2 separate regions of the Mus musculus genome follow, and region 2 is linked to region 1. A link is a contact called in public promoter capture Hi-C data. All regions are on one chromosome and are shown on one strand. The core of a region is the stretch at or near the end of the contact, and the rest is flanking DNA. Distances in the headings are between cores, read along the strand shown. Region 1 holds the start of Slc1a1 (solute carrier family 1 (neuronal/epithelial high affinity glutamate transporter, system Xag), member 1). Region 2 holds the start of Rcl1 (RNA terminal phosphate cyclase-like 1).

The links. Promoter capture Hi-C pulls out the DNA fragments that hold promoters and counts their contacts.
Region 2: a contact with region 1 is called in a promoter capture Hi-C map of hippocampal neurons, with 2.3 times the contacts expected there.

What each region holds. Positions count from the first base shown.
Region 1 is chr19:28,829,616-28,836,702 of GRCm38.p6, reverse strand. It overlaps Slc1a1 (solute carrier family 1 (neuronal/epithelial high affinity glutamate transporter, system Xag), member 1), which reads right to left and starts at 1,568. Exons shown (of 12, transcript NM_009199.3): 1 at 1,371-1,568. The coding sequence starts at 1,461. All of the region lies in intron 2 of Gm52404 (a long non-coding RNA gene), which reads left to right.
Region 2 is chr19:29,097,507-29,104,688 of GRCm38.p6, reverse strand. Rcl1 (RNA terminal phosphate cyclase-like 1) reads right to left here and starts at 3,314. Exons shown (of 9, transcript NM_021525.2): 1 at 3,049-3,314. The coding sequence starts at 3,184.

The DNA of each region.
Region 1 (7,087 bases), core at 319-2,818:
CCTCCAAGGCTTTCAAAACAGATTTAAAAATAAATTCTGTCTTCATCATTGGGAAAACAAGCAAGGCTATGTCTTCTGATCCATTCAGTCCCTTGGTAGGAGCTGTTCTTTAAATGTAGTGATAAACCTTTCCCCAAAACGCCCTAAACCACTTGGCACTGGGAAAGTGGACACTAGTGGGTTCTTTTGCACTCCTCTCCTCCCACCAACATCCTCTGTTAATGCGATTCAGGATGTTATTTATTTACTGGAAGCCTGACTTCCCTTTGCATAAGGTTCTGGAGGAACCCATGTGACCCCAAGGATTCCATTAACTTCCAAAGGCATTTTATTTTTGGCGGGGAAGACCTTGGACAGGAGCAGGCAACACCAAGCATTCCCAGACTCAGGAGCAAGGTGCAGTGCCCAGGGAGAAGGGGCTGCCCCATCGTCCCCTTTCCAGCAGAGGCAGCTGTAACTTCCAGATAGAGGGTGGAGCCTGGCTAGGAATCCACTTTCTCTCAAGGTGCACCTGTCCTTACCTGCTGGATGGCCCCACCTGGGGTGTGAAGACCCACAGGGTTCCCACCCTACAGCACATTGCCAAGTTTAGGTTATACAGACAACCTGGCCAGAAAATGAGATTCTAAACACAAGTAACTCAAATCTCTGAGCAATGGCCCGGACATCCACCTAGTCCTGGCTCAGCGGTATGTCAGGCATGGGCCACTTAAATACACCCAAGTGTGAAAACAAATAAAAGCAGCTTATATTATTTTCGATAGAAAAACGTGGTGAGCAGCTTGCCCAGGAGGAAGAAGGGGGTTGGGTTCTCTCAGCGCTGGTTCCCTGTGGCCTCAGTGAACCACAACTGCTGGCTCAGAAATGAGGCATGAATCTGACTGGAGAGGTACCCTCTAAGAAGGTATCTACCCTCTGCTCCAACATTCCCAAGGTCTCCACCATTCCGCGGGCTCAGATGTCTCTTTAAATCTGACAGAGAACAGTAATTCATACAGTCGCGGTTGGGCACGAAGGTGATGGTGGTGGTGGTGATGGTGGTGTGTGCAAGTGGTGGGAACAGTTAAGGATGAAGATCAAATTAAACCCCATTTAACCCCGCTTGTTTTCAAAGGACCCCTGCCCACCTTTCACGCGCCCTCTGATCATTTTGGAGAAAGCAGAGACAGCAGCCCGTGGAGCACCAGTATGGGGGAGGGAGGGGGTTAAGAACATTGTTTCCCCCGGGTGACACCAAAGCGCTCTGGTTGATCTGGAGCTTGGGGGCCCAGTACCGGGGAATGCGGGCAGCGCGTGCCACGCCGAGCCCACCCGGTCCCGCACGCGGCCTGGCCTCGGGCACGCGCCTGGTGCCCCCGCGCGCGACTCACCTAGTACCACGGCGGCCACGGTGGAGAGCAGCAGCCAGTGATTCCGTAGGAAGCGGCGCCAGTCACATCCCGAGCTCGTGGGCTTCCCCATGGTGAGCACTGACGTTTGCGATGAGTCGGGTAGCCTGGCCGATGCGAGATGCGGGATGCAGGGCACAGTGGAGACAACGCGCACCGGCCGCTGTCAGCGCTGCCACTGCCGCTGGGGACCGAGCACGGTGGTTTTGCGTGGCGGGCGCGCCTGGCTCCTCCCGCCGCCGCTCGCTGCAGCGACCGGGCCAACCAGCGAGACGGAGGGCGGAGCGTCCCGGCGGGATGGTGCGCGTGGGGCGATCAAGTCCCCTTGGGCTCCCGGTGGAGGTGTCCCACCGAGGAGCTTCTGACCCACTACGATCCTCACCAGTCTCCTTGGGGACGCACAGCCCTAGCCCAGTGCGAAGGGATTTGATATGGGACGCGTTTCTGCCTTGGGCCTCAGGCTTCAGAGCCACAAGAAGGGACACACTGTCAGAGCAGCTTTGGGGTGACGCACTGTCAGCAGCTTTGGGGTTTTTTTTCCCCACGTGATCTCTGATATTACCTGCGGGACTATTTAATTCTCTGATATTCCCTGCGGGATTATTCTCTGACTCGAGGGTCAGACAGGATCTGCCCGGACCAAGGCTTGGTTGTACACCTTGCGCGTGGGCGTGGTCATCTCTTGCACAACTTAACAAATGCACCCCTAGGGACTCGCCTTGTGGCCATTACTGGGTAATTAAGGCCTGCTGGTGTGGGAAGGTGGGCGGGCCTATTCTATCCCCAAGGCCAAATACCTTACAGGGTGTAGTTGGGAGAATCTGGGTTAGTGTGGTCACACACTTTGCTACCTGAATTTCTTATTCTGGTTTTACTCTTACTTAAGCAGACTCCTTTTTTTTTTTTTTTTTTTTTTTTTTTTTTGGTTTTTTGAGACAGGATTTCTCTGTATAGCCCTGGCTATCCTGGAGCTCACTTTGTAGACCAGCCTGGCCTCGAACTCAGAAATCCGCCTTCCTCTGCCTCCTGAGTGCTGGGATTAAAGGCGTGTGCCACCACGCCAGGTTTTAAACAGACTCTTATCTCCTTAGCATATCACTAACTAAGTGAGCCCTGTGCCCTTTTTGCATTCTGGGGTTTACTCTTTAGTTGGCTGTCAGGGGACTCTCCTTGACCAGATTACTCGACCACTAGAATCCCCCAATTAAAGCCTCATTCTTTTGGTTCAGAGTGATTTTTAAAAACCCTTCAAAAGACAATGGATTAAGCATTATTAACCATGCACACTATACTATGAATGATCTCACCTCCTTTCCAGGTGTTAAATTCTCAAAAGAAAAAAAGAAAAAAATCAGGAGAGAGGAAACTCCCTCGAGATTACTGGTTTCTTGGGGGAAGAGCTGGGAATAAAAATTCCCGAAGAGGGCAAACTATCAAGGAAAAGACTGGAGAGATGGCTCAGCGGGTAAGAGCACTGACTGCTCTTCCAGAGGTCCTGAGTTCAATTCCCAGCAACCACATGGTGACTCACAACCATCTGTAATGAGATCCAATGCCCTCTTCTGGTGTGTCTGAAGACAGCAGCAGAGTACTCATAAGAAAGAAAGAAAGAAAGAAAGAAAGAAAGAAAGAAAGAAAGAAAGAAAGAAAGAAAGAAAGAAAGAAAGAAAGCTTTCTAAAAAAAAGAAAGAAAGAAAGAAAAAGATTCACTCTACAGGACAGAGGAGGAGGAGGGATTGAAGTGAGAAGCCCACCTCCGTGTCTGGTCATTGAACTAATTCCTCCTATATGGGAATGTTGAGGGCGGGGGGAGGCACCCAGAGCTCTAATGAGAAGTTGCTCCAGTCACTGGTTTGCTTGACTCAAAGTTTTTTGGGGTTTTTTTGGGGGTGGGTTTCCTTAAGGGTTCATCCTCTCCACTTGCAGATGACACTTGAGGCCTTAATGAGCTATGCTCAACATCCATTTTATGAGAGCAGGGGAGTAAACTCCTAAATTCACCGTTGCTATGGCTGACGTCTCATACTTCATTGGGATTTCTCAGCCTAAACCAACAAAGAAATGGTGGGGACACGCAATACCCTGCAAAGTTGAAGTCCCCTAATGCATGTGTGTGTGCTCTCTCCCCATCTAATCTATGTATCTTTCCTATCTTCTACCTTTGTATCTCCATGGACACAAATGTTGTCAGATGGAATGGTAGTTGAGAGCCATTTCCCCTGAATGCAACACACCCATGCCTGGAAGATAAAATTCACTTTCCTGCCATTAGAACCTGAAATCAAGGAGAAAGAAGTGCTAGAGCTGTTTTTCCACAATAAATGTGAACACCTTCCTTTTACTCCTAAGTCTTTCAGACTTTATCCAGAGAAACTTTAGGTTGATTTCCATCAGTAAGTTTCTCTCATGCAATGGTTCCCTCCTCCTTCTTCTAAGAAACTGGTGTTCCTTATTGTTACCGTTTCCCTTTTACTGTTGGCTCACGGAGATATCTAGTTAGTGATTAAAGGAAAGAGACTTTGACTTTGTCATACACTGTTAAGCAGCAGGTGACAGCCTGATCTGAAATGAAAAAGACACCCAGAAACCAAAGGCCAACTCTTTCTGGCTAGCCTTTTTGGGGTGATTTGATGGCTGCAGTTCACCCTCCTAAGGCAGAAATGGTTCCATGGTTTCACGCAGCTGTGATAGAGGAGGCCACAGGCACACCAGTGACCATCAGTTTCTCAGGTAGCCTCTGGTGACAGTGGCTGTAAACCCTGAGGACACTTCGGGTGTACCAGATGCTCTTGGACTTGGGCTCTTCTTTATCTTCTGATCTCGAGTTTGGCATTACAAACCAGAGACATTAACTGCCACGGGAACTCTTCAGTGTTCTTACAAAGCTGAATTGGCTGAAATAAGTTTATTATTCTTACACGCCCTTGAAATCTGTGCTTCAACGGGCTTTATTGCTTACTGGGAAAAACTGAAGAACAAATACATTTTATCAAGCATAGACAAACCAGCACATAGGAGAGAAAAACTAAACGTTTGCAGTTGCTTCATACAAGATGTGTGACTTTGAGCAATTTACCTAACCTTCCTTAGCTTCTGCTTCCTTTTCTCAAGACACCATATAAGGTAGTAGCTGTGCATGACATCTGTCTGTCTGTCTGTCTATCTACCTATCATCATATCTATCTACCAGTCTGTCTGTCTATCTATCTATCTATCTATCTATCTATCTATCCATCATCTATCTTCATCATTATCTATCTATCCTTCATCTATCTTCATCATTATCTATCTATCTATCTATCTATCTATCTATCTATCTATCATCTATCTATCTATCTATATCTATCATCTATCTATCTACTCAGTATCATCTAGCTATCATCCATCCAGCTAGCTAGATAATGCCATCTCTACCTATCTACCTATCATATATCTGTCCACCAACATCATCTACCCACTATTATCTATCATCCATCCAGCTAGAAAACACTATGATTTTCTTTCTTGAAGATGAGTATGTAATTTTTGATGTAGTTTATCAGAACTTCTTGACCAGTGTTGAGTTTCTGTCTTCACTAAAGACTGTTGTAGGGAGCTTTTCTGAGCAGAGCTGATGACAGCACTAACCTGTGGGCACACACATAGCTATTTAGTTGTTGACAGACACATCATATCTGTGTTGAAAAACAACAGCAGAGCTTGTGGTAGTGCTTTGGACCTCCCAGCTGTGGCTTCTGTCCAAATTTACAGTAACCAGGATGACTTCCCCTCCCACTGAGCAGTGCCAAATCAGAGAATGGTTGCTGTAAACAAGCCTAGTGGATCTCATCAGATAAGACATGAAAGTAGAAAGAGGAGGGGGATTAGTGTTAATGGAGTGTGAGAGGAACAACAGAGGGTTATGAGAGCTTCTAGCCTCCATACAATCTAATCTAGACCTAGAATGTTTTCAGCCTCTCAGACTTTCTGCTGAAAAAGATCACCCTTTATAGTTCTTTCTGAACTCCGGCTGACTGGTTCAACTCAGTTTCCTGGCTAAACTCATCTCCACACTGACTGATTCAAGTTGTTCTCTTTCAGCTTCTGACAGAATTGCTCTGCTTGTTCTCATACTAACTTTGGCCATATCTTCTGGCTCCTTCTCATTCTCTGGCTCTGTGTTTACCTGTGCCTAGCTTGTTTTCTCTTCAATCTTGTTCTCTGTAAAACTCTTCAGGTAAAACTGCCTCCTCTCCTCTCCAAGCTGTTCTCTCTTAAGTTACCTCATAAGCCTTTCTGCTCTCTGTTTTTGTGAGAATTGGGCATATGCTATTCTGTCAAATCTTTCTCTGATTCATCACTTTGTCTGCCTCTCAACTGGAGAGGTCGGTTGATAGCACAATGTCACCCAGAGAATGGCAATATTGTAGCAGAATATTGCCTTATAGGCACAGGTGTGCATCCTAGCACTACAGGCTGAGATGGGAAGATCTTAAGTTTGAGGACTTGACTAGCAAGACTGTGGCTCTTAAAAATAAGAATATCAAATTATGTGGGACTGGCATGGGAAATATTATTTGGTACACACAGATTTAAGACTGCTTGGTACAGATTCAATACTTCGTTTATTTGCTTGTTTGTTTGTTTGTTTGTTTGTTTTTGAGACAATGTTTTGTGTAGCCCAGGCTGGTCTCCAGCTCACTATGTAGCCTAGGATAATCCTGAACTCCTGATTCTTCCACTCCCACCTCTCAGGTGCTGGGATTACAGGTGTGTGCACCAGGGCTGGTATAAGGCTATGCTTTAAAATGTCAAAAGTAAGTTATAAAACTGGGCAGGGTGTTTGATCAATGAGGACAGAGTCACTGATCACTCATAAGTGACATGTATAGAGCACAACTCTAGTGACACATGAAAGAACTGCGACTGTTCATTGTGATGTTGTTCTCTCCTGCCCTCTTGCCAAGCTTATTCTCTCTCTCTCTCTCTTTTTGGTTTTTTGAGACAGGGTTCCTCTGTATCGCCCTGGCTGTCCTGGAACTCACTTTGTAGACCAGGCTGGCCTTGAACTCAGAAATCCACCTGCCTCTGCCTCCTGAGTGCTGGGATTAAAAGGGGCAGGCATCTACACTCCCTAGGAAGTTTCCACTATTCCTTCCAATTTCAAGTGCACTCATCAACTTTTAGCCAGCCAGCCAGGGTAGCGAAGCTGAGAGCAGTCCAGAGACTTCACTTCCCAGTTTTCCTCTTCTTGATGCCTGCATGCTGGCCTGGGAGTCACCATGGATTGCTAGCTGGACACAGTGATAACTCAGAGTCTGGGGGAATCTGTGTGCACTGCCTCCCTGCAGACCCTTTCAGCCTTGTTCCCTGCACCGGTTGTGGTGAGACTTTGAGTCCTAACCAGACTACATAACAAACCACATCCACACAGACACAGGTCTCAGCCCTGCTACAGGGTAAGCCAGCCAGACTCACGGAGAATGACCAAATGGATGTCAGACTCTTGATAGACCCATACTGACACACTTTTGCTTGTCAATATTTTTTCTCATACTTCATTTTTTGATATAAGCTCTTATGTATCACAAGGTGGCCTCAAACTCACTAAAGATGACCTTGAACTCCTTCTGCCTGCACCTCCCAAGGGCTGGGATTATAGGTGTGTGCTGCCACACCTGGCTTGTTAAGTTTTCAAAGTCTCTCTTATGCTGCAACTG
Region 2 (7,182 bases), core at 2,065-4,564, 270 kb before region 1:
TTTTCTGCTCTGGGTCCACTGGGTCCCTCTACCACATTAGACTCTCCTCACTTCACCATGCTATTCCACTCAAGTTCTTCCTGTTTAGAGGACAAGTTCCCGGAGTGCAAATGCAACCAACGTCTACCTAGACTCCCCTCCTCAAAGCCTTGCACAATATGAGGCTCAATAAACTTCTGAATGGCCCTGAGGCAGCCTCCTCCACACGCACTCCCTTCGGGAGGTTTAAGGAAGCGCCTTTGGGGGAATGGGAATTGCACTCCAGCTGGACTGTACGGGGTATTCTCTGAATCTGTTCCACATTCCATTACCTGAGTCAGGAAGAGGCAGGCAGAGATGGAACATGCTACTGAGGACTGAACTATGAACCCAAATCCACATTCATGTGTTTCTGTATATGTGCATATTTTGCATACTTAACTTATGTATGTATTTTCGGGCACGTTAAGTCTACCAATTAAAAGTTGAGATGTGAATCGAGGTCCCTCTGAAAGTAACCGAACAGTGGACCCTAAAACCTCAAGTGTCAGTCTCTGTGACATTAGTACCTTGAGAAGGTGTGTTAGTTGGGTTTTGCTGTTAACTTGACACAAACCAGAGTCAGCTGAGGAGAGGAAATTCCAATTCAGAAAACACACACATTACATTGGCCTATGTATGGGCAAGCCCATGGAATGATGTCCCCCTGGGCAGGTAGATCTGCAGAATATAAGAAAGCAAAAAGGGCAAGACCATAAGCAGCAGCTTCCTACCCTGATTTCCCTTCCTGAGCAACTACAACTATAAATTGAAATAAACCCTTCCCTCCCCAGATGGACTAGGGTCAGACTGTTTTTCCACACCAACAGAACCCTAAGACATGGAGCAAAGCAAACTATGTTCTACAGTGGCACCCCATAGAATCCCAGCTAGTACTGCCTCCCCAGGTACCGGAATCCCTAGCTTTTCAGAAAAATGCCAAGGGCAAGATCCTGCTTTTGAAAGAAAAAGGAACCCACATGTGAGTTCCTAGAAACATTGAAATACTGTATTAGAAGGCACCTATCAAGTCAACTCTGAATTCTATCTTATGGGTAACATATTTGTGAAAGAAAGCCCAAGTCTCCATGCTAAAGCACTTGCAATCTTAATTAATTAATTAATTAATTAATTAATTAACTAATTAATTAATTAATTAAAGTAAAACCTTGTGCCCAGTGGTCACAGTAGAAGCAAGGTCTCTAGGCTAATCTGGGGTTGGAAACACAACACAGCAGCCCAAGCAATAACCTCTCCCAAGGACCAGATTTAAAACTGGGGGTGCAGAGGGAGTGGGGGTAAGAGATTTGAGAGAATGGAGTACAACCAATTTAGTCATCATCTCTCCTCAAACTCTGAGGTTTTTGACTGTTTGCTTTCAGGTTTTGTTTCTGTTAAACGGTCTTGTTTTTTTTTTTTCCCAAAACAAGGTCTGACTATGCAGCTCTGGCTAGGTTAGAACTCACAAGTGAGCCAGCCGGTGGTGGCGCACGCCTTTAATCCCAGCACTCGGGAGGCAGAGGCAGGCGGATTTCTGAGTTCGAGGCCAGCCTGGTCTACAAAGTGAGTTCCAGGACAGCCAGGGCTACACAGAGAAACCCTGTCTCGAAAAAGAAAAAAACAAAAAACAAAAAAACAAAACCAAAAAAAAAAAAAAAAGAACTCACAAGTGTAGACCAGGCTGACCTCTAACTCAGAGACACACTGTGTGGCCCAAGCTGGCCTTGAACTTGGGATCCTCCTGCCTCAGCCTACAGAGTGCTAGGATTACAAGGCTGTGTCACCAAGCCCAGTGCTCTCTCCAACAGGGAAGACAGACTTTACTCACTCCCTTAACAAGCCTTCTGTTTTTTTTTTCTTTCCTAACCTATTTCCATCACCATGCACAAAACGTTTACAGTGGTAGCAATGAAATTATTAAAAAAAAATTCAGACATGATGAAATAATCTAGCCCTCTAGTAAGAAAAGAAAAAAAAAAAAAAAAACCTCGCAAAAATAAACATACCAGCCTGACCCAGGAGGTCTCCTGAACGAACTACAACCCCCCCCCCCCTTTCAGGCTACTGATAGTTTTTTTTTTTTTTCTCTTTTTGGTTTTAATTGGTTCAATTGTCTTTATCAGAAGGGATCTTGGAGACACTTTTGAACACGCACCTAAATTCTAGGGGAACAGCTGCAAACCAAAGCCATTTAACAAGACGCGGGTTCAAATGATGGGTTCAACCTATCTATCTACCTTTGTGAGACAGATAAATCAATAAGACCTTTGAAGCCTGCAGTTTAATGTTTGGCCTTCCTTTTCCTTAAGCCAAGACAACTACGTCTACGACGTAAAAACTATCTTGGTTGAGCGCTCAGGAGCAGACCTGTAATCCCAGCACTCGGGAGGTGGGGAGGTAGAAGGAACAGGACTTGAAGGGCATCCTCAGTTACATACATAGTTTGAAGGCAACCTGAGCAACATGAGACTCCGGTTCAAGAAAAACAAAACAAAACCCTATTACAAAGCTTCGCTACTGCGCACATCGGTGACTAATAGAAACAAGCGCATCGTTTAAAAATAAAATTTTATAATACACTTCCGAAGAGATAGGGCGGGGGTGTGGTGGGGGGGGGAGGAGATAAATAATGGCGACAAAAACTGGTGTCCAAGCGGGGCAGCGGTTTCAGAGACCTGCTTTGGATGAGATTGGGAAACCAATCTGTGGTACTTTTCTCTCTAATGTCTCACTCAATCACTAGATGTTGGTCCAATAAACTGTTTGTTTTTCTCCAGGGAGGTTTATGGCGAAAGCAAGAGACTCAAGAGAGGGAAGCGAGTGGGCGATGCCTACGATTCGTAGCAACAAGCTAGCCAGGAAAACGTGCAGCTGTTTACTACCCGTGCCCAGGAGCCACAGGGCATCCTTCCACGCGTGGCGCAGCTCGCGGACAGATCTGTCGCCCGACCACCATCCCTCCCACGCGCCCAGTGGCCACTCCGGGCTACGACCCCGGGTCCTCCCTCCTCGCGCCCCCTCCCAAGTCACCTCGGAGGCCCGGGTTGTCGTCCCTGGCGCGAATCCTGCGGATCTTGACCGGTCGCCCGCTCAGGGTGGACAGGACCAGCCGCTGGCGCAAGAAGTTACACCCCGCGTAGCTGAGTGAGTGCGCCTGGGTCGCCATGTGCGCGCCGTCCGCAGAGGCCCGGGACCCGGGACCCGGGAGCGCGACCAGGACCAAGGCAGCCCCCGACGCGTCCACGTGGTTTAGAACAGGAAGACAGAGCGACTAGACACCGGGTCAGAGGGGAGCGGGGCGGAGCCAGCGGCCGCCCGCCCGCCTCCTCCCCTGGCTGGGGCGGCCCGGCCTCCGAGGCACACTACCATTGGCCCACGAGGGATCTGGGTGTTGCCCTCTCTGCGTCGCCATTGGTCTGCGCTGTAGCTGGGCGGTGCTCATGCCGCGTTGCCATTGGCCGGTAGTGAAAGAGGGCGGTGCCCGGGCCCCAGCAACAGCGCGCGGCTGGAGGGACCCAGTTAGTGCTGCGGGGAAACCCCGGCGCCCAGACGCCTTGGGGGTCTGTCTGTCTGTCTGTGCCGGACTTTCACGGCCTATGCGATAAAGGAGGCAATGGCTCCGCCTGGGTGCCCACAGCTGGTGGTACTTAGCAACGTACCTACGGCAGCCCCGGGCAAGGATGCTAGCTAGCCTCTCCCGCGTTTTCCTGCCACCGAAGAGAACAGGATTGACACGCTTACCCTGTTGTAGGCGCCTTGTCTGGGTCTGAGCCGAAATCCTCTGAGGTGCAGCCTGCAATCTTTCACTCCCGGGAAATTGCCAAGCTGTCAGAGGCTGCCTGAACTAGGACCCCGAGCCTTTAGACAAGAGACCGCTGCTTATTTTGTAATGAGGGGCCTCTCTTTGTCCCTTTCTCAGCTGCCCCTTCGTTCATATTCTTTGAGTTTGGTGTCAAGACATATCTGTAACCTCGCATGACTCAAAATGGACAGTTGCAATAACTTCAAGACATACATGCTCATGCATGCACGGGGGATGGGTGGGTGGAGATCTTGCTTTTCCATCTGTCCTGTCATCCAAGCTTGCACTACAAAACCTTTCTAAATATTGTACTGTTTCACGCCTCCATTAAAAAAACAATCAAATGACTACCAACTTAGGAACGCAGTGGTCTTAGTGTTAGGTTTACAGCCAGCCATTCACGGGCTGTAACCCCAGACCTTAAGTCCCAGAAAGCACAGTGAAGGATGGAGTAGAAGCTGGAGAAAGAAAAAAAAGGGGGCCATCCTAAGCGAGTGAGAGTCCCAAGGAAACCCCGAGGAGCATCAGTGGCCATCAGAGAAGAGTCTACGGATCAGCCCTGAAATCCACTGAGGCAGCTAACCCACTTACCACAACGCCATTCTGTTAAGACTGCCTTTACACAGCTAAGCGGCATCTGACAGGCAGCGTTCTTTGGAAAAGCTCCAGGACCCATAGGCTCTCCTCTAAACGTTGTTGTGAAGAATACTAAAGCACCAGGGGTACTTTCACATCAGGAATGGATTTTTCATTTTCTTTTTTAATGCTATCTCGTTTAATTACTCAATAGTCTTTAGAAAAAAGATATTATTCAATAAAGAATGCTCACATCCGTTCAGAGCTCACTGCTTTCAATGGAGACCTTCTGAGTTTTATTCCATCAGCGTCTCACCTCTGCTTCTAGATTTTCAAACCCACCTGGAATTGCAGGCCAATAGTACTGAGGTATCAATTCTCCTAGTCTTCAGGCAATGACTGTCCTGGGCTGACATGGAAATACCCAGGCTCTCTTTGCACATCCAGGAGGTAACTCTGGGGTGTCCTTTCAGCTCCAGTTTCTGGCTGTGGCATCCTCTTGGTTAAGCACCATCTCCTGGCTTCTTTCCCTGTATCCCTTCCCAGCTTCTCTCTGATACGTGCTAGAAATAACTCTCAAATAAATTATGTCCACTCTCATTTTTTGCCTCCGCGTCTTCTGGGCAATTGAGAATAAGTCCTGACTTATAAAATCTGAGAACTGAGATGTAGAAGGGGGAGGGGGAGCTTGTTGTAAGCAACACAGTAAATGGCAGAATCACAATGACAGCTCCATTTACTAAGCTATTCTTTTAGACTTCTAAACCTTCTGGGGGATGCGGGGGTAGGGGAGAAGCGTCTTCAGCATAGTTGGAATGCAGCAAAAGCCACATAGAAGAGAGCTAACTGGCCCAGTAGCCAGAATCAAGTGCCAGACAGGGTATCGAGTAAGCCAGCAGACAGTTTCACTCATCACCCCTAGACTCCCTGACTGGTCTTTGGTAGCACCTTCACTAATGCCATCTGAGGTAAAGATGAGCTGTTTCACCAAGTCCTGTCCACATTGCATAGCCACAAATTAGTGCCAGCTACGGGGTTGGGTGATTTGTTACACAATAATAAGTAACTGAAAGTCATTCAGTGTGGTACAGACATTGCTGTTTTAGTTTAGATAGCTACGACTGCACATCCCTGAGCAGTAACGAATTAGCAACCCACAACAAATGTTTGCATGATATTACAGAGTGAGTGCCAGCAGGTACCACACTGAGAGTCTTGTCTATGGGACCTTATTTTGTCTTCACACCAAGATAGCTCACAAGTTGGACTGTAAGTGAATAGAAGCTTACAGCACAGCTCTGTAGAATGCCGCCTATGTTTATATTCTGTACAATTTATTAATTTGTTCCTAGGACCTTCTGCCTAACTAAATGGTAAATGAAATGTGTCTCACTCCGTGATTGCTTCTGTAACACTTCTCTACTTATAAGGACCAAAATCTACTTGACTAAGCCATAGGACATTGGGAGAAATAAATTTTTCCTACTACACAGACAAAGCTTCTTAAAAACCACACCTCCTGCCATTTCTCATCCTTCCTCCTTAGTCTTCAGGGATCCCAGGGCTCGTTTTATCCGACTCAGTCTGGAACTATTGTGCTCCAGTTTAACCATGAGTTTCTATGTCCTCAAGTGCTTACAATGACTACTCAAAACTATGTTTGGGCAGATTCTGTATAGACTTTCATCACTTCTGTGTAAATGACCTTCTACTCAATGAGGGTGTGTCTTAGTTAGGGTTTCTATTCCTGCACAAACATCATGACCAAGAAGCAGTTAGGGAGGAAAGGGTTTATTCGGCTTACACTTCCATGTTGCTGTTCATCATCAAAGGAAGTCAGGACTGGAACTCAAGCAGGTCAGGAAGCAGGAGCTGATGCAGAGGCCATGGAGGGATGTTACTTACTGGCATGCTTCCCCTGGCTTGCTCAGCTTGCTTTCTTATAGAACCCAAGACTACCATCCCAGAGATGGCCCCACCCACAAGAGGACCTCCCCTCTTGATCACTAATTGAGAAAATGCCTTACAGCTGGATCTCATGGAGGCATTTCCCCAACTGAAACTCCTTTCTCTGTGATAACTCCAGCCTGTGTCAAGTTGACACAAAACTAGCCAGTACACCCACCATTAAGAGACTTAAATTTTTTTTTTTTTTTTTTTGGTTTTTTCGAGACAGGGTTTCTCTGTATAGTCCTGGCTGTCCTGGAACTCACTCTGTAGACCAGGCTGGCCTCGAACTCAGAAATCCACCTGCCTCTGCCTCCCAAGTGCTTCAGTTGGGGAAGTGACTCCATGAGATCCAGCTGTGGGGTATTTTCTCAATTAGTGATCAAGGGGAAAAGGCCCCTTGTGCGTGGGACCATCTCTGGGCTGGTAGTCTTGGTTCTATAAGAGAGCAGGCTGAGCAAGCCAGGGGAGGCAAGCCAGTAAAGAACATCCCTCCATGGCCTCTGCATCAGCTTCTGCTTCCTGATCTGCTTGAGTTCCAGTCCTGACTTCCTTTGGTGATGAACAGCAAAGTGGAAGTGTAAGCTGAATAAACCCTTTCCTCCCCAACTTGCTTCTTGATCATGATGTTTGTGCAGGAATAGAAACCCTGACTAAGACAGTGGGCTTCACTAAAAAACTTCCTTCAAGAGGGAAAAATATCAGGTCACAGTCACAATCAAAAGCAAAAATCAATCTCCAACCATCCAATGTCTGGGATCCAACTCACGATCTTCTGGGCTCCTCCAAGGGCTTGGGTCACTTCTCCAGCCATGCCCTTTGTAGCATACATGTTGTCT